Linked DNA regions of Mus musculus: all the other regions are linked to region 2. The links are chromatin contacts, called in public HiChIP or PLAC-seq and promoter capture Hi-C maps. All regions are on one chromosome and are shown on one strand. Each heading gives the region's core, a stretch centred on a gene start, on an enhancer-like site or on the middle of the called end of the contact. The rest is flanking DNA. Distances are from core to core; before and after follow the strand shown. Region 1 has its middle 11 kb from the start of Tnfsfm13. Region 2 holds the start of Slc16a11 (solute carrier family 16 (monocarboxylic acid transporters), member 11). Region 3 holds the start of Chrnb1 (cholinergic receptor, nicotinic, beta polypeptide 1 (muscle)). Region 4 holds the start of Kif1c (kinesin family member 1C). Region 5 holds the start of Acap1 (ArfGAP with coiled-coil, ankyrin repeat and PH domains 1). Region 6 holds the start of Spag7 (sperm associated antigen 7). Region 7 holds the start of Plscr3 (phospholipid scramblase 3).

Region 1 (2,700 bases), core at 29-2,528, 510 kb after region 2:
AGGGGGGCTGGAAATGAAAAAGGGGGGGGGTTAGGGGGAGAAGAATGAAACCAAAACAAGGTACTGATCAAGGCTACAAGTTTAGTATTCAGCACTGCCTTTGTATAGGGCAAGCCCACACACCCCATCCTCCATTTCAGCTGGATTATGTTGCAAAGCAAGGTCTGTGGGCAGTCTATTCTTCTAAATTCCTGTGGGGAATTACACAGGCAACCCAGGCAGGTGACTCCACCTAAGGCACGTACAGCCAAGGCAGGTGACACCACTAAGGTAGATAAGGTCCATTGTGGCCAGCACTCGAGGTCTGTTCAGTCTGCTCAAGGCTGGGAAGGCCACACACAAATAATTCTTCACCTTAAAACAACAACAACAAAAACAAGCCAGGGGCAGTGGTGACACACGCCTTTAGTCCCAGCACTCAGGAGGCAGAGGCAGGCAGATTTCTGAGTTCGAGGCCAGCCTGGTCTACAGAGTGAGTTCCAAGACAGCCAGGGCTATACAGAGAAACCCTGTCTGGAAAAACCAAAATAATAATAATAGTGATGATGATGATGATGTTATGGTTGGGGTCACCACAGCATGAGGGTGTATTAAAGGGTCTCTACAATGACCCATACAGGAAGTCTTCCCAGCGCCAAAAGCCAGTGGAGGGCAGAATCCAGGTGCTATAGTCTGTATCTTAAATGCCTTCCAAACATCTGTCCCAGCGTGCGGTGCTACTAGGAGGTGGGTGGTGAGGCCTGTGGGAGAGAAGGCCTGTGGGAGAGAAGGCCTGTGGGAGAAAAATCCTGAAGGGATTGTGGGGATCCTGATTCCCATTTAAAAACAGGCGGGAGTTACCTCCTCCCATGATGCTCTGCTTTCCATGGCCTGAAGGAGCCCAGATACTAGGGATTAAAACCTCTGAATTCTAAAATAGAAACAAACTTTGCTTCCTTAAGACTGATTTACTGTAGGAAAGCTAATCAACAAAGCAGGCGCCTCGCCTCATTGCCTAGCCCACTGCTACACAAAGGGTTAACAGCTGGCTGGTCCACCACTCAGGATGTTCATGGGGTTTGTTGCAGTTATTTATTTATTTATTTATTTATCTAGGGACAGGGTTTCTTTGTGTAGCCCTGGCTATCCAGGAACTCACTCTGTGAACTGACCTCAAACTCACAGACATCTGCCTCCCTCTGCTGGGATTAAAGTCCTAACACTGCCAAGGAGCACTTTCAGGTAACTGTTCCTGAGTTTGCAGGGCAGTTGGCTCCTACTGCCTGCTCTCTTGCTTGGAGGGAGGACAGATGGTGTGACACATCAGAGCTAAAACAGAAGTGAGTCAAGTTGCAGCTCAGGGCCAAGCCCAAAGAAGGTGCCAAGGGCCAGGAGCCAAGCCAGACCAATCACATTAGCCTCGGAGCCAACACAGCAGGTTGCCAACATAGTCAGGTGCTGAGGCTGGCTAGGAAGGACGACCGACCGGCTCAGCCTTAACCTGAGGGCAGCTACAGACTGAATGGTGAAGAGGGAGGAAGACAGAGGGCTGACTGTGGGGAGCTATACCAACCTAAGACTTCCTCAGAGGGAACTTTAGTTCGGTGTCCTTGTCCAGGTGTGGACTTGGTAAGGCTCACACTGATTCTGGGGCCCATGTCTTAGATGGGTAGGGGGTTCTGTTTCTGGAAACCCAACTTTCCCCCCTGGACTGTGGTCTTCAGTCCTGAGGCAGCTGAATCCGGTGTCCTCTTTGCCAACATTATCAAACTTTGCTTTCTGCTGACCTTGGCCACTCTGCCTCCACCCTGAACATGCTTCCCCCTGCAAATACTTTGTACCATGCTGTGCTTCTTAGTAAACAAGCAAGAAAAGGGACAAAGAGAGAGAGAGAGAGAGAGAGTCAGCACATGTCAGCAGTAGAGCACTTGCCTATCATGAACCAGGTTTTTTGTTGTTGTCGTTGTTCTGTTTTTTGTTTTTTTGTTTTTTGTTTCTTTCGAGACAGGGTTTCTCTGTATAGCCCTGGCTGTCCTGGAACTCACTCTGTAGACCAGGCTGACCTCGAACTCAGAAATCCGCCTGCTTCTGCCTCCCTAGTGCTGGGATTAAAGGTGTGCACCACCATGCCCGGCTGTGGTGGGGTTTGGTTTCTGGAAATGGAAAAAACCTCAAAAAAAAAAAAAAAAAAGCCAGGTGTGGTGGCGCACGCCTTTAATCCCAGCACTAAGGAGGCAGAGGCAGGCGGATTTCTGAGTTCGAGGCCATCTACAGAGTGAGTTCCAGGACAGCCAGGGCTATACAGAGAAACTCTGTCTCGAAAAACCAAAAAAAAAAAAAAAAAGTCTTACTGTGTGCCATGTACAAGCTGGGCCAGGAGAGATATGGACCTTAAGATAAACAGTCTTGGAGCTGGAGAGATAGCTCAGCAGTTAAGAGGTCCTGAGTTCAATTCCCAGCAACCACATGGTGGCTCACAACCATTTGTAATAAGAGCTGATGCCCTCTTCTGGAATGTCTGAAGACAGCTACAGTGTACTCACATATAATAAATAAATAAATCTTTTTTTTTTCTTTTCTTTTCTTTTCTTTTTTTTTTTTTTTTTTTTTTTTTTCGAGACAGAGTTTCTCTGTATAGCCCTGGCTGTCCTGGAACTCACTTTGTAGACCAGGCTGGCCTCGAACTCAGAGATCCACCTGCCTCTGCCTCCCGAGTGCTGG
Region 2 (2,865 bases), core at 42-2,541:
CGGACACACACACACACACCGCCTTGTACAGTCCCCTATCCTATAAGAAGTTCCTGTCCCCATTATCACCCCTTAAACATACAGCCACCCCACTCTTCTTACCAGCGAGGAGGCCCAGGCCGAGGTAGAGGTGCAGGAGGCTTCGGGCGAAAGCCGAGAAGACCAAGCCAAGCGAGGTTAGGACTCCCCCAACCATCACCACGGGGCGTGCCCCCCAGCGAGTGCTCAGGGCGCTGCCCACTGGGCCTAGAAGGGGGCGGAGTCAACGAAGACATGCCCCGGGACCCCCAAACTATCCGAAACATTTCTCATTGGCTGTTTTGCCTGGCCTGGTAACTCCTCCCATTGACCTCAAGACCCACTCTTCTAGAATTTGGTTCCACCAGTAACTCTCAGGTTGTCTGGTAATCAAGTCTGCTGTCTCCCATCACTACATCCACGGCCTCTCCACCCGGTGCCCGCCTCCCACCTCGGGGGGCCCCCCTCACTGGCTGCCTGCTGCACGGCCAAGGCCAGGGCGCTGACCCACGCAGTGTCCTGGGCGCTTCGTTCAAAGTGCTCCGCGAGGTCGGGGAGGGCAAGGCCCAGGGAGCGTAAGAGCCCGTAGGAGAGCCCGTTCACGGCGAATGCTGCGGCCGCCACCACCCAGCCCCAGCCCCCGTCCGGGGGTCCGGCCGGCTTGGGGGTCATCGCCGTCTGCTGGGGTGGGGAAACACCTGTGAATGAAGTCTCCACGCCTGGGCCTCCGCTAGGGAGCTGACGTCCCTGAGATCCAGCCTCGGGCTGCTCGCCCAGGGAGGGCACGTCGCCCGGAGCATGGGCGCGGGAACCAGGCCTAGGGATAGAAGTCCTAGGTGCGCGTGAGGTCCTGGGATGGAGGGGCAGCAGGATCCCCCAGGCCAGGGGCTCATCCTTCCCAAACCCTCTTTCTCTTACCCGACCTCTCCCGGCGTTGGGGGTAGGGAAAGGGCGAAGGTGGGTTCGGCCGGATTTTCTCCGCGCTTTCCGCAGAAAGGGTTCTGCGGAGCAGCTAGCCAGCACAGAGATGGAGCCCAACTTGGACCGCTCTCTCCAGTAAACAGAGATCACCACAGGGGCCCAAGCCACCTGGGACACGGGGTGGGGGTGGGGGTGAATACCGAGGGCGGGGGAAAGAGAGACAGCCAATCCACCCAGGCCTGGCTAAGGCCTGACGCCGAGTCCCACGAGGATTGAATTATCCACACACGAGCCCCAGCCCTGGTTGGGGAACCGCGAGGAGTGAGCGTACCTGGTGGCCGCGCCCCGCCTCTCCCCGCGCCTCTCACGCCGCGGGGCTCACACCCACGCACCTGCTGCGCACGCAAGAAGAGCCCGGTTGCACTCTTCGCCCGGCCAACTGCCCACGCATGAAAATAGCAGTGGTCTCCAAAACCTAAATGAGTTCTTGGATTCTCGGATTTGTTGTTGAGGATCCTGTAAAGCTCCAACATCAAATCACTCAAATCACTGGCCTCCAATGGACAACACCAGCATGCCCTCACTAGAAAGGAAGGCGAGTTCTCGGTACCAAGACCTGTGATGTTCCAGGCAGTCTTTACATACTTGGCCATTTCATCCTTACAATATCCCTATGAAGATGGCACTATCCCCATTTTACAAATGTAATAGCTGACCCCTAACCCACCCCAAAGCGTTCAGCTAAAAAAAAAAAAAAAATTGAACTTAGGTTTATACTATCGTGGGAGGATACAGGGAGAACAGACCTAGGAGTGACACAGAGATTGGGGACAGTTGAGGGAAAGAGCTTGGAGAGACAGATTGATGTGAACTGTAGTGGAAAGGACAGAATTCATGCAGAGCCACAGTGTGAGGGTGGCTGGGAATAGCTGAAAGGCTTGGGCAAGATTTTTTTTTTTTTAAGGAAGAATTCAGAGAAATAAACCCAGGTGTTTTTCTTGAAGATTTTAACGAGCAACCTTCTTTAGCAGTCACTATTGCTTTACTTCCGCCATTTGATTCATTTGGTTTAATCATTAAACAATGCCATTGAAATTTCAGCGATTTGCAGGTTGGAGCTTATATCAACCCGTAGCCACGGGATGGCGGTGTTTCCTAATTGATGAGAAAGTATCAGCCTAGAAAGGGAAGAAACGTAGCTGAGAAGTCGTGAAACTGGAAGACTAAAGAGAGTAGACAGACTTTCAGAAGCACATCACTGTGTTTGGGGAAGGCCTCACAACCATTAAAGGAGAGCCAGGCTACCTTCCCATCCCACACTCCCACCCCAGGGAATCAGCGTCCTCCCTCCTCAGTAAGTCTACCCTTTTCTCAGTTCTGGGTTTTCACATAAATGGTTTTTCTGCTGAAATGTCCTAGAACAGAAGACCATGAAGGTGTGAGGCCCTGCCACAGACACCTTAGGAAAGTGGCCTCACTGCATTCACCAGCCAGGAGCTGTCTGTGAAAGCCACCGGAGTGGTGGCGCCTGCAGGTACTCAGCCACCAAGGAGGCAGGGAACAGCTGGCTGGTTTCTTGAGAAGGCCAGTAAGAAGTCTGCTCTCTGTAAGTGGAACCCGGCCAGCCCAAAGGAATGGCTCTCTCCGTGATGAAATAGAAATACAGCCAGAGAGGAGACTATTTCTGGGTTGTACCAAATAATGCTGTGTACTTTGGCAGAATGCAAAATCCGGAGCCTAGGGTGATTGGTTGTGAAAGGGCATGTTCCTCGTCTTCCTCATGCTCATAGCCAGAGCCAATGTGTGTTGTCCATGGAGTTAATGAACATTGGAAAAGTGGACCCCCTACCTAGAACCCCAAGAAGACTTACTAAGCTTGACTCTCGCTTCGCTATCTGAGTGCAAACGAGGATCTGCTTCCTTGTT
Region 3 (2,890 bases), core at 275-2,774, 420 kb after region 2:
AGACCTTTCTGGAGCCATACTTCCTCCTGAATCTCAGTTCTAGGACATAGCCCATGACTCTCAGCCCTTTCTTCCCGGATGGAGCTAGGGCCTGTATAGCCATATTATTGTACTAGAGTAAGTTCTAGACCTACCCTTCCACTTTCTCTAGCAATTAAAGGATGAGCTATGGGTAGAACTCAGCTATGATTAATTAAAAACTGATTGGCTCTGAGCTGTGCTTGGTGGCACACACCTGTAATTCAGCACCCGGGAGGCTGAATCAGACAGATCCTGAGTTGGAGGCCATCCTGGGCTACAATAGCAAAACCCTGTCTCAAAAGCCAATACACACACACACATACACACACACACACACACACACACACAGAGAGAGAGAGAGAGAAAGAGAGAGAGAGAGAGAGAGAGAGAGAGAACTAATCAGTACTGAACGGATCAAGAACCACTTCTTGCTTTTCCTAAATAATTTTCTAAAAATAGTCCCTCCAGAATACTAACCTTACTTTTACATGGTTTCTAGTTTCAGCATTCCAACTAGGGTTCTGCCAGGGAGACAAGAGTCTGGGGAAAGATACAGGAATTCTGGAAGAATATACCTGGCTCCTAGAAGGGAAGCTGAGAGGGAGAAAATGCCATGGTATGATTGAACCTGTGTCTGAACACTTAGCTACCTCAGCAGGAATTCCTTCCAGATCCCTTTTAAAGCTGAGGACTTTCGTTCTGATATGGTATGCTGCATCTGTGAGGTAAAGGAGAGGAGGAGAATCAGGAAATAAAAGGCTAGCCTGGGCTACCTAGTGAGGTCAGGGCCAGCCTAGGCTATGTGAGACCCTGTCTCAAACAACAGGAAGCTAAGGTCTACAATGAGAATAACTCTAGAATTAAAAAGGACAAATAGGGACACAGCCTTGACTCCCCCTCACAGCAGAGAGACCCCCAACTCAGCAATAAGTTCAACTTCTCCGAGCCCTCTACAGGTCAGGCTTAGGAAACGAGGAGCCTCTTGGGCTCCCAGACCTCATATGTATCCCCAGAGCTTCTAACTAAATAGAATTTACTTTACTTTACAGCTTTTAAACCTCAGGTGGGTTCTAAGTACCCAAAAAGGACCTGAAAAACGGAGAAAGCCATGGGGAACCTCTAGTAAAATAGGAGGTAGATTCTGAGTCTAGCAGATGTAGGTGGAAACGTCTATTGAGGTCCTAAGGGAGGGGCTAGTGCTCAAAGACAGGTCACTTTTCCTCAGGCCCTTTTACTTCTGGCTTGTTGCAAGAGATGCCCCCCTCCCTCATACAAACCCCGCTCAGGCTCCGCCCATCTCCTGGCACTGCTCTCAGGGGACGGGGTCTCCACTTCATGCTTTCTGTAATTAAAGATGATTTATACAACCGGAGTGTTATCTGACATTTGTGAGTGGAGGGCGACTGCAGTTGCTCCGGGCGGGACCAAGTCCCGAGGGCGGGGCGGGTGGGCTGGCGTCTGGTCCCCCGACAACAGGTGCACATTCCTGGGCGCCTCGTCACTTCCCCTGGCCTGAGGCCGCTATCCGGACAAACTTCACTGAGCGAAAGAGGCAGGGCCATGGCCTTAGGGGCGCTGCTTCTGCTTCTAGGGGTACTCGGGACGCCCCTCGCCCCAGGTAAGTCAGTTTGGGTCTCCAAGAGGCAGTGATGAGCAATGGTCACGGCCAGCCCCGGGAGCGTCACTTAGTGCTTTCCTTCGTCAGGCGCCCGCGGGTCGGAAGCCGAAGGCCAACTGATTAAGAAACTTTTCTCCAACTATGATAGCTCGGTGAGGCCGGCGCGGGAGGTGGGAGACCGCGTCGGGGTCAGCATCGGCCTCACCCTGGCGCAACTCATCAGCCTGGTGAGAGCGGCACTGCGGGTGGAGTCGCTGGGCAGGACCGACTGGGGGCGTGGCTTTAGACGCTGCCCAGAAGATCGACAGCCTGGGGGCGGGCGGGTTATGCTAAGAGGCAGACAAGCCTTTGGCGGTGATTGGGTAAAAATCAGACCAATGAACTAGTTCATGGGCGAGGCCTCTATGATAGGTACAGAATACTGTTCTGCTAACTCGCCTGTGGGCGGGTTTTGAGGCGGAGCTGGGGCAGAAGGACCTGCTACCGGGAGGACCTCGAGGCGGGGCTGTGTAATATTCTAGCAAAGTCCAGCAGAGCTTGGTACCTAAGCAGTCAATAAACAACTCTGAGCGGAGATTCAGAGTTGTATCCATTAGACGCCGGGCGTGGCCCGTGACTTAACCTCGACGTAAAAGAAAGGAAAGCAGGCACCAAGGCTGGTGTTTCGAGATTGATATGAGATGGAGTTTGCACCCAAGAAGGTGCAATTTAGAGAAAGGGACTAGAGATTCCATGGAGAAAGTAACTCACCGAACCCTCGTTTCCACCCACTTCATTTCACTTCTGCCTTTTAACTTTTCCATTCTAGAACGAGAAGGATGAAGAAATGAGCACAAAGGTGTACTTAGACCTGGTATGGAGACCTCGTGGGTTAGGGAAAGGCACCCTGTTTCCTTTATATTAATCTCCTGGAGTCCTCATCCCAGTAAGATTTTTTTTTAATAGTAACTCACAACGTACACATATAATAACTGAAACAGAATTTTCGATCAACAAATTTAAGATACAAGTTTGGGGATCACTAATTTGAATTCCCATCCTTGAAAGATCCTGAACTGCATGCAGGTTGAACATCACTTTAGGGTGGCTAGTTCAATCTCTTCAGTTATTTCTTAAATTATTCTATTTTTATTTTATGTGAATGGGTGTTTTGCTTGCATATGTCTGTGAAGCACATGCATAACTGGTGTCCGTGGAAGCCAGAAGAGGGCCCCTGTTCTCCTGGAACTAGAGTTACAGATGTTTGGGCCT
Region 4 (3,014 bases), core at 204-2,703, 490 kb before region 2:
AGACAGAGAGTGAGGGCTCTGGGGCCAAAGCACAAACTGGAAACCCAGAAGACAGACAGGTAAGAGGAGACAAAAAAACCCAGTCATAAAACTGGAATCTGTAATTCTTCTCCAGGGTCGGCAATTCTCACATAGAGCTGACAACCCCCACACGAGGCAGGGCCACTACTGATTGGCAAAGTCCAAGGGCTAGTGGAACAGCCTGTAACAAGGACTCACAGGGCCTGCTGGTGATCCCCAAACCCCTTGCCCAGCCCCCAGTACTTCCTCCTCAGGATCCAGGACAATGGGCAGGGGAGGGTGGGGTCATCCTGTATGCATAATATCAACACCCCCCCCAGGACTCCTCGCAGGGAGACCCAGAATACCTGTATCTTCAGGGGGGGGGCTACACCCAAGGAGGGGGGCTTCATGAAAGGAAAGCCAAGGGAAAAGGAAACAGGTTGGTCCTAACCCAACCTGGGGCTAGTGCTATGGCGTCCACTAGCCTGGGGAAAGTGCCAGGCTGCAGCCTAGGAATGTGGGTGATCCGGGTGCCCACACCCTAGGAGGAGAGTCTAAGCAGCCCACGCCCACGGATAGCAGGGTGAAGACTTCAAAAAGAAAAAGAAAAAAAGAAAGAGATCAACGATGCTGCACTCCCACCTGTAGCCCCCAAAGACCGCCAATTTCTGTCATGCTATTTGGGCCTCACCTCCCCAGCCTTCCTAGGCAGAGCAGGGGAGGAGTGAAGGGGCTGGTTTATCCCACCACAGGAAGGGAGTAGCCGAAATCACAGAGACTGGCTCAGGAAGACTAGTCCTGACCCCCAAAACCCTAACTAGGGGAGGGAAGGGCACCAGGGTGGACAGGCAATATGACTCGTCCGAAGCTAAGAAAACAAGGAATTGGGTGGCAAGAATAGGGTACAGCGGGGTAAAGATATAGGGAGTAGGTGCAGGGTCTGCAGGTCCTGCTTTAAAGGCGCACTGGGGAGGAGGCTAGGTGGGGCAGACCGACTCCAAAGGGGGTCTCGGGTCACCTGCACCTTGCCCACTGGCAGGTCTCCAACAAGCCCCCGCCTGTCCTCTCTGGGCGGCCATGAGTTCCTGGTCCTCCAGTCCAGCCAACCGACGGCTGCCCGGGGCCTGGCACCTCTCTGCGCCTCCGCGGGATAAATAGCACATGATCCGAGCTCTCGCGCCTAGCCCGCTTGGCCGGGTCGTGCAATCGGGACCTCGGAACTCCGGCTCCCCGCCCCACAGCGCATTCCTCCGCGGGCGTCCCCTCCCTGCCCCCCACCGGCTCTCACCTCGTCGCGGCAGGACTCCCCGGCGGAGAGCAAAGGGACAAACTTTCTGGGATGCCTAAGACCGGCGAGGGAGAGACCGGGGGCCAGTTCGGGGCTGCCCCCGCCCCTCGCCGGGTCCCCGGGCGGCGGGCGGCGGATCGCGCCCCGGGGGCGGCAGCAGAAGCGGCGCCAGCGGCCGGCGCCCGCCCGGGCAGCGCGAGCTGGGGCGGGAGCGAGGGGCGGGGGACGGACGGACGGGCGCGCGCGCGGACGGGCGAGCGGGCACGCGCTGTCCCGGGAAGGAGCCACCCGGGTCACTCTAGTTAAAGGGGCAGTGCACTCTGACAGTAGGGCTCGCCGGGCAGAGACAGGGAAACTGAGTTGCGGACACTAAGGGAAAGCAAATCACCAGAACGTGGGAAAACTAGCGCTCCTGAGGAGTCGGGAAAGGCGAGGTCGGACGCAGGAGGGGACTTAGGCCGGAGCCGCGCACGTCGTCGCCGTCAGAGGCGCGCCTAGGGGGCGGGGCTTAATGGCAGACCACGCCCAGGAGGCGGTCCCCCTCAGGCCCGGCCTTCAGGCGAGCCAGGCAAGTGGGGCGACCGGGCTCACTACGGAGCTGCTCCTTCCTGCCCGACCTGAGGTTCCAGAACTCGCTTCGCAGTTGCCTCAGGTGATGGGGCCAAATGCAGAGACGTCGCCGACATAGCCGCACGGACGCTCTCTTCTCAGATAGCCTTCTGGTTTGACTCCCGGACCGCCGCCTCAGCCCGTCAGCCCCAGTCAGCCCCAGTCAGCCCCTCAGGCTCAGGTGGCCTCTTAGGCCGCTGTTGCCTTCTCAGGGCCGGTGAAGGAGACCCCTGCCTGTCCAGCCTGGTTTGCCCATGTCCCTAAGCTCACCACCCCAGTTTTGCCTTCCTGCCTATTACCAAAGATTTGGCTATAGACCCCAGTCTTCCTGCCAGAGGTCGCCTTGGCCCCTTTAGACCTAGTTCTCCACCCCCCCACCCCCCACCCCCCCCCCCAGTAAGGCTACCCCAACACCAGGCTCCTCAGCCAGGGCGACACCTTTCAGATGCCCATCCACCCTCTTAGTTGTATCTTGCTGCCAAGGTCTTGACTATCCCCTGGTCAACTATCCATTCCGTCTGGCTGCCTTAAACCCCTTAGATCTAGGTCACCCACTCAGGCACAGCCATCCAAATTCCTCATTGCTCCTTTAGTTCTAGACCCCCTACGAATTCAGGATATCCATTTTTTAGATCTCACACTAAACAGCCCAACTCTCGACCATCTGCCACTTCAAGATACTCCTTTTGCTTTTAATCTTCCTCAACATTTCTCAGCTCAGTTTAGCTGCCCTTGATTTTGTTTTGTGATGGACTGGGTCTCTCTTTGTAACCCCTACCCCCAGGCTAGCCTTAAACACTCAACCCTGTGTTAGCTGCCTGAATGCTGGGGTCACAGGATTGCAAAACTATGCCTGGCTCACTCTTTGGATAACCTTTGCTTGTAACATTTTCTGATTTTGTCCTTTATGCCAGCCAACATGCACTCCTAACTTACCAGGCAGTTTATTGTTTAGGGTCCCAGGGCCTTGGGCATGTCGGCAAGCTCTCTGCCACTTAACTGCAGTCATATTGCTTCCCCAGCTTTTTTTTTTGTTGTTTCATTTTGGACAGAAATCTTGTTTTAAACCAGTCTGGAGTCAAAACTCAAAGATTAAGTCTCCTGAGCCTTTGGG
Region 5 (3,092 bases), core at 164-2,663, 320 kb after region 2:
AAAAAAAGAAAGAAAAAGCCAACAACAACAACAAATAAAAACTCACTGTTGGTTTATTTGGTTAACATGGTACACCTGTGGAGGTCCGAGGTTAGAGGAACTTTCCATAATAAGTTCTGCTAGGGTTTCTGGGGTCAAACTTGGGTTGTCAGACTGGATGTGTGAAAAACACTTTTACACAGTGGGCCACTTTGCTGGTCCCAAAACCTAGGGTCTTGAAAAGGCCCAACCTTGCAGCAGAATGTCCATGTCTGATAGAATCAGCATACTGTACATTTATTAACACCATCTTTGAGGCAGGGTGTACTGGCTGGTTTTGTGTGTCAACTTGACACAAGCTGGAGTTATCACACAGAAAGGAGCCTCCCTTGAGGAAATGCCTCCATGAGATCTGGAGAATCCATGTAAGGTATTTTCTCAATTAGTGATCAAGGGGGTAATGGCCCATTGTGGGTAGTGTCATCCTGGGCTGGTAGTCCTGGGTTCCATAAGAAACCAAGCTGAGGGGTTGGGGAGATGGCTCAGTGGTTAAGAGCACTGTCTGTTCTTCCAGAGGTCCTGAGTTCAATTCCCAGCAACCACATGGTGGCTCACAGCCATCTGTAATGGCATCTGACACCTTCTTCTGTTGTGTCTGAAGGCAGCTACAGTGTACTTATATATAATAAATAAATTTTAAAAAGAAAGAAAGAAGGAAACCAAGCTGAGCAAGCCAGGGGAAGCAAGCCAGTAAGTAACATCCCTCCATGGCCTCTGCATCAGCTCCTGCTTCCTGACCTGCTTGAGTTTTAGTCCTGACTTCCTTTGGTGATGAATAGCAGTGTGGAAGTGTAAGCTGAACAAACCCTTTCCTCCCCAATTTGCTTTTGTGCAAGAATTGAAACCCTGACAAAGACACAGGATTTCTCTGTGTAGACCTGGCTGTCCTGGAGCTCACTCTGGACCAGCTGGCCTCAGACTCAGAGATCCACCCACTGAGTGCTTGGATGAAAGGCGTGCGCTGCCCCTCGCTTTTTTGTCTCCCAGATGAGGGAACTGAAGGGTCAGAGAACTTGTTCAGTGTCACACTGGTTTTTGTGTAGACAGGGTCTCGCTGTGTAGCCCTGGCAGGCCTGTGACTTGCTCTGTAGATCACACTGGCCTTGATCTCACAGAGATCTGCCTGTCTCTGCTGTAATTAAAGGCATGTAGCACTATGCCCAACTAATCACACAAAGTCTTAAGTGACAGAGACAGATTTGACTCTAGACCATCATTTCCCCCTCAAAAAATTTATTCACCAATGGAGAAAGCAGCAGAGAAAGACCAGTGTCCCAGATGGAAGGTGACAGCAGGCAGTCTCTGGGGGAGGGACTGTGGTTTCTGTGATCTCAGCACCCCCCTCCGCCCAGGCCCCACCCCTACCCCTCCCAGAGCTGCCTAGAAGTGGTGGGGTTAGAGCTCCTCCTGGGTTACCCCGTTCCCTTTGGGGAAAGAATTCCAGACCCAGGCTCTTCCTACCAGAGGATTCTTCTCCATTAATACCCCTCTTGGGGGGTGGGGAGTGCATCTGCCTACATCCCCACCTACCTGACCTCCAGGGCCCCCCAGGCCCCCAAAGCAAGTCATCTGAGATGACGGTCAAGCTAGATTTTGAAGAATGTCTCAAGGACTCACCCCGCTTCCGGTAAGTGTGTGCAGGTCCATGAGACTAAGGAGGGGAAGGAAGGCCCAATAGGTCCCAACACCCACCCACCCACCCCCAGCATTCCCCAGGCAGGACCAACCTTAGAGCCTAGGCCACAGGGACCAGAGGGAACTGGTGGGACCTAGTGCCTCTACCACTCAAGCCAGGCTCTCAAATCAGGCATGGAACCCCAGCACTTGGGAGGCTGAGGCAGGAAGGTTGTTAAGTGTTCCAGGCTAACCTGGGCTACAGAGTAAAAAAAAAAAAAAAAAAAAAAAAAAAAAACCCTTTAATAACAGAACCTCCATGCTCTCCGAAGCTCACTTTACTCTGCCTTTCTGCCCCTTCTGGTCTTTATAATTGGCATTCCTCCTTCCTTCTCACGGCATCCCCTCCCCCAGCACCTGCCCCGGGGCGGTTAGCAACTTCCTGCCCTGGCCACATCCACCCTCCTACTCTTCCTGCTCTGGTCTGGGTTATTGAAGCTTAGAATGTGCACAGCAGCACAAGAGCAGAAACTGTCTGGACTCTGCTTGGTCTGTGCATACCCATCACCCCATGACGCCAACCCTGCCCCTGATGCTAAGCAGAGGCCCAGTGGACCTAAGTGCTGTCCATTCTTTCCCAGAGCCTCGATTGAACTGGTGGAAACTGAAGTGTCAGAATTGGAGACCCGCCTGGAAAAGGTGACCACGTCATGGAGAAAAGATGCAGAGTCAGATTAAAATAAAAGATTAGAATAAAATTAAAATAAAAGGTCAGGGAGATGGCGGGAGACTGGGAATGCGTTAGAGTCATTGAAAGTTAACTGTGCCTGGCACACACACACACACACAATTATATTTAAAATCTGGATGTTGCTGGGCGTGGTGGCGCACGCCTTTAATCCCAGCACTTGGGAGGCAGAGGCAGGCAGATTTTTGAGTTGGAGGCCAGCCTGGTCTACAAAGTGAGTTCCAGGATAGCCAGGGCTACACAGAGAAACCCTGTCTTGACCCCCCCACCCCAAAATCTGGATGTACTGGCTCATGCCTTTAATCCTAACACTGGTGAAGCTGAAACAGGCAGATCTCTGTGAGTTCTAGGCCAGCTAGGGCTAAAAAAAAAGCTGGGAATGGGGCTGCGTACCCAGATCCCAGCACTTGGGAGGCAGAGGCAGATGAATCTCTTGTGAGTTCTAAGATAGCTTGGTCTGTTTACATAGTAAGTTCTAGGACAGAAGAGAAACCCTGCCTGAAATACATACATATATGTGTGTGTGTGTGTGTGTGTGTGTGTGTGTGTGTGTATGTAAATTATTAACATATTAATATATACTTTTTGAGACAGGGTCACATGTAGTTCAGGCTAGCTTTGAATTTACCTGTAGTTGAGCCTGGTCTTGAATTCCCAATCCTCTGACCTCTATTTCCCCCCTGGAGATGGA
Region 6 (2,767 bases), core at 117-2,616, 460 kb before region 2:
CTGTCTCTCCATTTCAGCTCCTGTCCCCCCTCTCCTTCCCTGCAGTTTGCACTCTATAAGAAAATGACTCAGGCGGCCATCCTGATTCAGAGCAAGTTCCGAAGCTACTATGAACAGAAGCGGTTTCAGCAGAGCCGCCGAGCAGCGGTGCTTATCCAGCAGCACTACCGCTCCTACCGCCGCAGGCCGGGGCCTCCTCACCGGCCCTCAGGCCCCCTTCCTGCTCGAAACAAGTAGGGACCACCCCTTCCTGCCCCTATACAGCCCTCAGTTTACCTCTTTGTTAATGCCCACTACCTCTATCGGCCCTCCAGCCTTTCCCTACAATGGTCTTAAAGTGGGGACTCTTCTTTCCCACCAGGGGCACCTTTCTCACCAAGAAGCAAGACCAGGCAGCCCGGAAAATAATGAGGTTCCTGCGGCGCTGCCGACACAGGTTCTAACCCCATCCTTACCTCTCTGCCCTGACACCTTTTCTGATCCATCAGTCTCCTCTGACTTGGCTCTGTCTCTCCGCAGAATGAGGGAACTGAAGCAGAACCAGGAGCTGGAGGGGCTGCCCCAGCCAGGACTGGCCACCTGACCTCTCCAACGCCTTTCTTCAAAACCCTGGGAGCCCCTTCTGGCTGTCTAAACAAGGAGAGGGCTTTCGGGACTAGGGGAGCCCCCTGTCGGCAGCTCTTCACCCCTTCACCTTTTTGGGAGCCCTTCGTAGAACCCCCGCCCCCAGGCCTTACACGTTTCCTCCCTTCTGGTTGTGCCTCCTCTTTTGGTCTCCGGCTCCAGAAGACCCACGCCCCACATATCTGCATCTTCAGCTGTGACCTCCGGAGCCCTGCCTGCACCTTCTCCATATCCCCGTTCCTGCCTGCACCTGACTCGGACCTTCCTGACTTGCCTTATTTATTTGTTCGAGAGTCTCTGATGAATGTATCCGCCTCGGTCCCCACCGCTGCCTTCGCTGCGCGCGCCCTCGTGTTTCAGGGGTGACTGCCCCCACCTTGACTCCGCATGTTTGCGTCTGTTTCCTCCTTTCCTGGCCCTGTCTTCCCCATCACCCTGACTCTCTGGTCGCCCACGTAGGGGCCAAAGAGGAGGGGGTGTACATAGGATCGCGAGGCGGAGTCCCGCTCCCGTGGGGAGGGGTGTGTACATAACTGTAACATACAGAGTATAGTGAAGAATCTATTTAAGGCGCTGCGCGGCCGGGCGTCTGATTCCCTGGCGCGGCGGGAGCCCCCGGCTGGCTCCACGAGCACTTTCTACTTGTGCATGGGCTTGGTTTATACGAATTGCCATTAAACGTCTCTGCACCAGCTAGCCTCCGGCCTCTCTCTGCTGGGGGCGGGGTAGGAAGGTCGCCACGCAAGTCGCCGGCCTCATCTCGCTGCCTTAAGCGGGGCGGAGCAGCGCGGTTTTTCGCTTCCGACGTGTTTCCGGCCTTAAAGGCATTTCGTCCTTCCCTTTAAGACGCACCGCCCCCTCTCACTCATTCCCAAGATGGCGGACCTACTGGGCTCCATCCTGAGCTCCATGGAGAAACCACCCAGCCTCGGTGACCAGGAGAGTCGGCGCAAGGCCCGAGGTGAGGATCCCAGATTCACAACCGCGTATCTTCGCCCGATTCTTGGGACCACACTCTTCCCTCTTTGAATAATGCCACCTCCTACCCTAACAGACCCCCCACAGGCCACTTCTGAGACCCTCAGAGTCCCTAAAAGGCCTGTCGGCCCGCCCGCTGTCTTTTGCAAACAATGATTGGCTACCTCAGCCTGCCTTCTACCTCCAGTCTCTTCTTCCTATCCTCGCCTTTTACAGTCCTTGTTTGCGATTGGTCAACGGGCCTGCCTGTCTGCTGTTGGTGAGCTCTGATTAGTAGGATGCCTTTCTTCCGATTGGAGGATGTCGTATCCATCGCCTCGGTCCCGCGAATCTCCAGTTCTATTACGATTGAGTTTAGGGCACGCCCATCCACCCGTCTGTTCCCCTCTATTGGCTAGCTCAGCCAAAAGCTCTACCTTTAAAGTGTTACCTTTTCTGACCGACCTCAGCCTCAGCTCCTCCCATTGGTTGGCTGGATCCTCCTATCTTTATGCCCCTTCTTGAGTTGACCCAGTCCCTCATACCTTCCACCGCCCTTTCCTAACTATAGCCTTAAATTCCTGTGCTGCCCAACTAGATCGTGATGTTGATTGGAGAGATGAGAATGCCCCGCAGGCTCCGATTCGCCATCTCTCCTTCCCAGCCCCCGCGCTGAGTAGCTAACCAGAAAGCTCGCTGGGGTTTGGCAGCCAGGGTAGGGTGCGGCCCGAAGTGGCCTGCCCTGTATTGGCTTGGAGCGCATGTGAAGGACTTTATAGAAAGGATAGCCTTAGGTGCATCCAGCTCCCAACCACGTGAGCCTTGGTCGTGGATAAGTCTCCTACCCGCACCTACTACCCATCTGCTCAAAGGAGGCAAGACAGGATGCTTTCAGAATGTTCAAAGACTGTTAAATATCTGTACTCCCTTATTTACAAAACTTGTGAAGCCAAAGATGCTCATCAAGGAGATTATAGACCATGTCTGGGACGTTTATTAATGATCATACGGAATTTTAATAACCAATTAATATACATGTGTAGGAAAGATTAATTGGGAGTCCCAGGCTTGTCTGAAATGAGCCGAGCAACAAAGAATAGGTAACTCAGTAAAGGGAGTGCAGTCTGTTCGAAAGCTATGGGAAAGCAGAGCTTAATAGGAAACAGGAGTTAGAGTTACTTAATGT
Region 7 (3,103 bases), core at 446-2,945, 370 kb after region 2:
TGGCGATCAGCATCCAGGATGGAAAACTTAGGAAGGAAGGGATGCCAGGTCTGTAGCACATGGCCAATGGTGGTGCCAGGTGGAGCCTGGACTTCCATCTGGAAAGGGAAGCAGACAGGATTACTGTCAAGCCAGGACACCTTGGCCAGCGCTCTTCACTGGTGCCAGCTGTCTTCTGACTGTTCAGACCCTCAACTAAACCGCCCCCACTCCTATTAAAGCCACAACTCTTTCTGCGCTGCTTACCATACACTGCCCACCAACCACCCCAAAACCTGCCATGCCCACCTCCTGAAGACCACAGGGGCAGCAGCTGCAGCCACAATGAAGTGGGCGGAGGAGCCGGAGCACCTCGCGGTCCCCAGGGTCCGCTAGGCGGATTCGAAATGGTCGGCGGGCACCACAGCACAGGCGGGCACAACAGTTGCTCTCTTCAGCTGCCTGACCCAGTTGCTGTCCGGTTCCGGAGCGAAGTTCATACATATTACAGGTCTCCCAGCCTAGGAACGCTGGGAAGGGCAACACGCTGAGGCTCGGGGGCCACCTGCCCAGAAGCTAACCACTGCCATAAAGATCATGAAGCCCATCTTGCTCCATCCATCTCCTACTCACTTTCCACTCGTTCAGCCTTCTGATGAATCAAGATTTGATCAATCTGTAAAGAGTTAAGAGCAGCGTTGACCTTATCCGTCACCTCGAACTTCAGTTCTCCTCCCAGCCATCCTCTCTCTCACTCACCTGCACTAGGAATTCGAGGCCAGGAGGCACCCCTGGCAATGGCACGAAAGGAGCAGGAGGCCCTGGAGCCACTGGGCCTGGCGAGGGGAAGAGAGCGAAGCCGGGAGCAGGGGCAGGCACCTGGGTGGGCACTGGAGCTTGTCCCGGTCCAGGATGCAGAGCCACCGGCTCTGGATACCCAGATGGCACGGGGTAGGGAGGTGGGGGTGAAGGGGCATAGCCTTTGGGGGGCAAGTAGCCTGTAGGGGAGCAGGAGTAGATTAGAAAGTTATCTGTGGACTCTTCTTTCACAGCCCAAGGACCAGGAGCACCCGCGGAAAACGTAAGAAGAGGCAGAGAATGATGGGGCGGAGGGGCAGGGCGGTGGCTCCCCAGGAGGAAGGGAGGGCCCCACGCAGCCAGTCTGAGCACATTCCTGGAGAATGTGTTCGACACCCGGCACCCAATTTCGTGGGGGCAGGGGGGAATAATGGAGACCCCAACCTAGCGTCAACGTACCTGCCATGGGAATCAGGAGGGGAGTCTTGGGCTTTTGGCGTAGGGGAGACTTAGTTCTGGAGTGGGACAAGCTCGGGAACAGCTAGACAGACACAGAAACAAAGACGGACAGGCAGAGGCGAAGAGGTAGCTGCGCCCAGTACGGGCCCAGGGTCTCTAGGGCGGCACCTAAGACTCGGGGAGAAACCGAAAGTGTCAGCGGGCGGGGCGGGGTACCTAGGACCCTGAATTTTCTTAGGGGCCCCAGGACCGCCCCCTCCCTTTGTTCTCCCATTTTTTCTACGGAGATGGCTGTTGGCAGACGGCAGGGCAGATGGTCCTGAGGTCAGACAGATGACCTGACCCCGAGGAAAGTCTCCTTAACCCCTCTATGGTCCGGCTCACCTGAAGCCCCCAGAATAAGTCGGGGGGCCACGCACTCCGGGGCTCACAGGCGCTGGTGGAGGCGGGCCCAGATCTGACCCCACCCCCGGGTCGCCTAAGTCCCGCCCCCCAGTCCGGGCGGGGCGACTGCGCAGAAAGCAGGCGCTTCTCCTCCCCCGGGGCCGCGGACCTTGGACCTTGTGCGCTTTGTTCACCGTGGTTCCGCCCCTTCCGCTCCGACTGCAGAGGCTTGGAGACCTGGCCTGTTGGAGGGTGATTGCGGCCCTATCCCCAGCAGCAAGACCCTCGCCTTTTCCGCGGGTTGCTGCTCTGCCTCCCCACCGCGTGGCTGCTCCGGTCCCCGGGATCCTCCTCCCAAGGGCGGGGCGGGCCTCGCTGACGCAGCGGAACACCATTCACACTCATTCCTTGCCTCCCAGACTTGGCTCGGTGTTCTTCTCAGGGCGACCTCGCTGTGTTCTCCCCCTGTCACAGCGTTGACCCACTCAGTCACCTCTCAGTTCAGGCACGCCCATTACACGCGTGACAGACTTTCAAAAGGTAACAGTAATGAATGTGCATGAGGTAAGGCTCAGGGAAAGACACTTGAACAGAACAGGCCCTCCATTCCCCAGTATGGAGGCAAAACATGCAATCCCAGCGTTTGGGAAAGGAGAGGCAAGAGGAGAGTCACAAGTATGAGGCCAGTCTGTTTTACATAGTTCCAGACCAAGTCAGGGCTACAATAGGGAGACTCTCTCAAAAGACTCCTTTCCTCAAAAGAAGATAGCATAGTATCTGGGCAGGTGTGGAGGATCGCGAGTTCCAGGTCAGCTTGGGAGTGACCTGGGTCACTAGGGGAGATATTAAAGAAACAAAGCCGAAACTAGCCCATCACTTGTGCCTGGGTCTTAACTTCCTATCAATTGTATATTAGTGCTTGGGGTGCAGACTAGGGATTCTTAGAATTCTAGTTTTTATTGTACAGCCTAAACTGAGAACTACTGTGTCAGAACAACCCAGGAGGCTGTGGGCAGGCCAAGGTAAGGGAGAGGTTCTTACAGAAATCTGGTCCTACTGTGGTGGATTGCACCAGAGACCAGGGCAGTGAGGCAGTGTTGATGTGTATATGAGGGAACATGACTTCATTATGCCTCAGAGATAGGATGTAAGGAGAAAATTGCAAGTTGAGTCATGCTAGGCCTCTGAGACCCTTCTGCACAGCACAGACCCCTCCTCCCCCTTGCCTTGCTGTGCTATGTCATTTACTGCCTGCCCGTGCAATCCCTGGCTTCATATATCTTGGTCTCTCTGTTGACCTTTCACCTCTAAGATCCCGTTCCTTTGGGGGTACTTCTTACTAGTGCTGAAAACCCAGCAAATGAGCGGAAGGAAGCTTTAACTGTCCCCAAATGCCAAATAAGCCCACTTCAGTGTAAGGTTGAGCACAGAGCAATGGGTGGTCTTACCAACAAGGGCCATGTTTCCACTGCTGAGGTCTGCA

The links. Promoter capture Hi-C pulls out the DNA fragments that hold promoters and counts their contacts. HiChIP or PLAC-seq counts read pairs in DNA pulled down with a chosen protein or histone mark. Capture Hi-C pulls out chosen DNA fragments and counts their contacts.
Region 1: a contact with region 2 is called in a FOXA1 HiChIP or PLAC-seq map of pancreatic cancer cells. The contact joins the enhancer-like site here to the promoter of Slc16a11 in region 2. A contact is called at or near these places in 17 of 39 promoter capture datasets (the 3T3-L1 cell line, the C10 cell line, the HPC-7 cell line and 13 more), 2 of 484 Hi-C or Micro-C datasets (B cells and CD4 T cells), 4 of 115 datasets of contacts at active chromatin or transcription factors (embryonic forebrain, embryonic midbrain, embryonic stem cells and 1 more) and 1 of 9 other capture datasets (macrophages).
Region 3: a contact with region 2 is called in a FOXA1 HiChIP or PLAC-seq map of pancreatic cancer cells. The contact joins the promoter of Chrnb1 here to the promoter of Slc16a11 in region 2. A contact is called at or near these places in 14 of 39 promoter capture datasets (the 3T3-L1 cell line, 3T3-L1-derived adipocytes, cranial neural crest and 10 more), 2 of 484 Hi-C or Micro-C datasets (both in embryonic stem cells), 2 of 115 datasets of contacts at active chromatin or transcription factors (bone marrow-derived macrophages and pancreatic cancer cells) and 3 of 9 other capture datasets (adipose tissue, liver and pancreatic islet).
Region 4: a contact with region 2 is called in a FOXA1 HiChIP or PLAC-seq map of pancreatic cancer cells. The contact joins the promoter of Kif1c here to the promoter of Slc16a11 in region 2. A contact is called at or near these places in 4 of 39 promoter capture datasets (the SN4741 cell line, hippocampal neurons, pre-B cells and 1 more), 2 of 115 datasets of contacts at active chromatin or transcription factors (embryonic stem cells and pancreatic cancer cells) and 1 of 9 other capture datasets (macrophages).
Region 5: a promoter capture Hi-C map of hematopoietic stem and progenitor cells shows a contact between it and region 2. The contact joins the promoter of Acap1 here to the promoter of Slc16a11 in region 2. A contact is called at or near these places in 16 of 39 promoter capture datasets (the 3T3-L1 cell line, 3T3-L1-derived adipocytes, the C10 cell line and 10 more), 16 of 484 Hi-C or Micro-C datasets (B cells, CD4 T cells, CD8 T cells and 8 more), 4 of 115 datasets of contacts at active chromatin or transcription factors (embryonic forebrain, extraembryonic endoderm stem cells, heart atrium and 1 more) and 2 of 9 other capture datasets (macrophages and pancreatic islet).
Region 6: a contact with region 2 is called in a FOXA1 HiChIP or PLAC-seq map of pancreatic cancer cells. The contact joins the promoter of Spag7 here to the promoter of Slc16a11 in region 2. A contact is called at or near these places in 15 of 39 promoter capture datasets (the 3T3-L1 cell line, the SN4741 cell line, cranial neural crest and 8 more), 2 of 484 Hi-C or Micro-C datasets (both in cortical neurons), 9 of 115 datasets of contacts at active chromatin or transcription factors (SST interneurons, embryonic hindbrain, embryonic midbrain and 6 more) and 1 of 9 other capture datasets (adipose tissue).
Region 7: a promoter capture Hi-C map of liver shows a contact between it and region 2. The contact joins the promoter of Plscr3 here to the promoter of Slc16a11 in region 2. A contact is called at or near these places in 15 of 39 promoter capture datasets (the 3T3-L1 cell line, 3T3-L1-derived adipocytes, the HPC-7 cell line and 9 more), 3 of 484 Hi-C or Micro-C datasets (embryonic stem cells and ventral hippocampal neurons), 6 of 115 datasets of contacts at active chromatin or transcription factors (embryonic forebrain, embryonic stem cells, large pre-B cells and 1 more) and 1 of 9 other capture datasets (liver).

What each region holds. Positions count from the first base shown.
Region 1 is chr11:69,705,634-69,708,333 of GRCm38.p6, reverse strand. No RefSeq gene overlaps it. Among named protein-coding and RNA genes, the nearest start is that of Tnfsfm13, 11 kb to the right of the region's middle. Within about 2 kb of position 1,278, at least 81 of the 459 cell types and tissues checked have an H3K27ac peak or open chromatin away from gene starts, as enhancers often do. A contact at or near this core is called in embryonic stem cells, pancreatic cancer cells and stem cell-derived epiblast-like cells, where this site is marked.
Region 2 is chr11:70,212,336-70,215,200 of GRCm38.p6, reverse strand. It overlaps Slc16a11 (solute carrier family 16 (monocarboxylic acid transporters), member 11), which reads right to left and starts at 1,291. Exons shown (of 5, transcript NM_153081.3): 1 at 937-1,291; 2 at 489-699; 3 at 103-246. The coding sequence starts at 690.
Region 3 is chr11:69,794,571-69,797,460 of GRCm38.p6, reverse strand. It overlaps Chrnb1 (cholinergic receptor, nicotinic, beta polypeptide 1 (muscle)), which reads left to right and starts at 1,524. Exons shown (of 11, transcript NM_009601.4): 1 at 1,524-1,639; 2 at 1,727-1,866; 3 at 2,448-2,492. The coding sequence starts at 1,582. It overlaps Fgf11 (fibroblast growth factor 11), which reads left to right. Exons shown (of 5, transcript NM_001362623.1): 5 at 1-1,393.
Region 4 is chr11:70,698,987-70,702,000 of GRCm38.p6, reverse strand. It overlaps Kif1c (kinesin family member 1C), which reads right to left and starts at 1,453. Exons shown (of 23, transcript NM_153103.2): 1 at 1,292-1,453. Inca1 (inhibitor of CDK, cyclin A1 interacting protein 1) reads left to right here and starts at 1,846. Exons shown (of 7, transcript NM_001252484.1): 1 at 1,846-1,943.
Region 5 is chr11:69,893,860-69,896,951 of GRCm38.p6, reverse strand. Acap1 (ArfGAP with coiled-coil, ankyrin repeat and PH domains 1) reads left to right here and starts at 1,413. Exons shown (of 22, transcript NM_153788.3): 1 at 1,413-1,666; 2 at 2,295-2,352. The coding sequence starts at 1,614.
Region 6 is chr11:70,668,015-70,670,781 of GRCm38.p6, reverse strand. It overlaps Spag7 (sperm associated antigen 7), which reads left to right and starts at 1,366. Exons shown (of 7, transcript NM_172561.3): 1 at 1,366-1,585. The coding sequence starts at 1,501. Camta2 (calmodulin binding transcription activator 2) reads left to right here. Exons shown (of 23, transcript NM_001190376.1): 21 at 46-233; 22 at 362-436; 23 at 520-1,319. The coding sequence ends at 583.
Region 7 is chr11:69,845,209-69,848,311 of GRCm38.p6, reverse strand. It overlaps Plscr3 (phospholipid scramblase 3), which reads right to left and starts at 1,695. Exons shown (of 8, transcript NM_023564.4): 1 at 1,621-1,695; 2 at 1,237-1,404; 3 at 739-977; 4 at 613-655; 5 at 289-509; 6 at 1-98. The coding sequence starts at 1,243.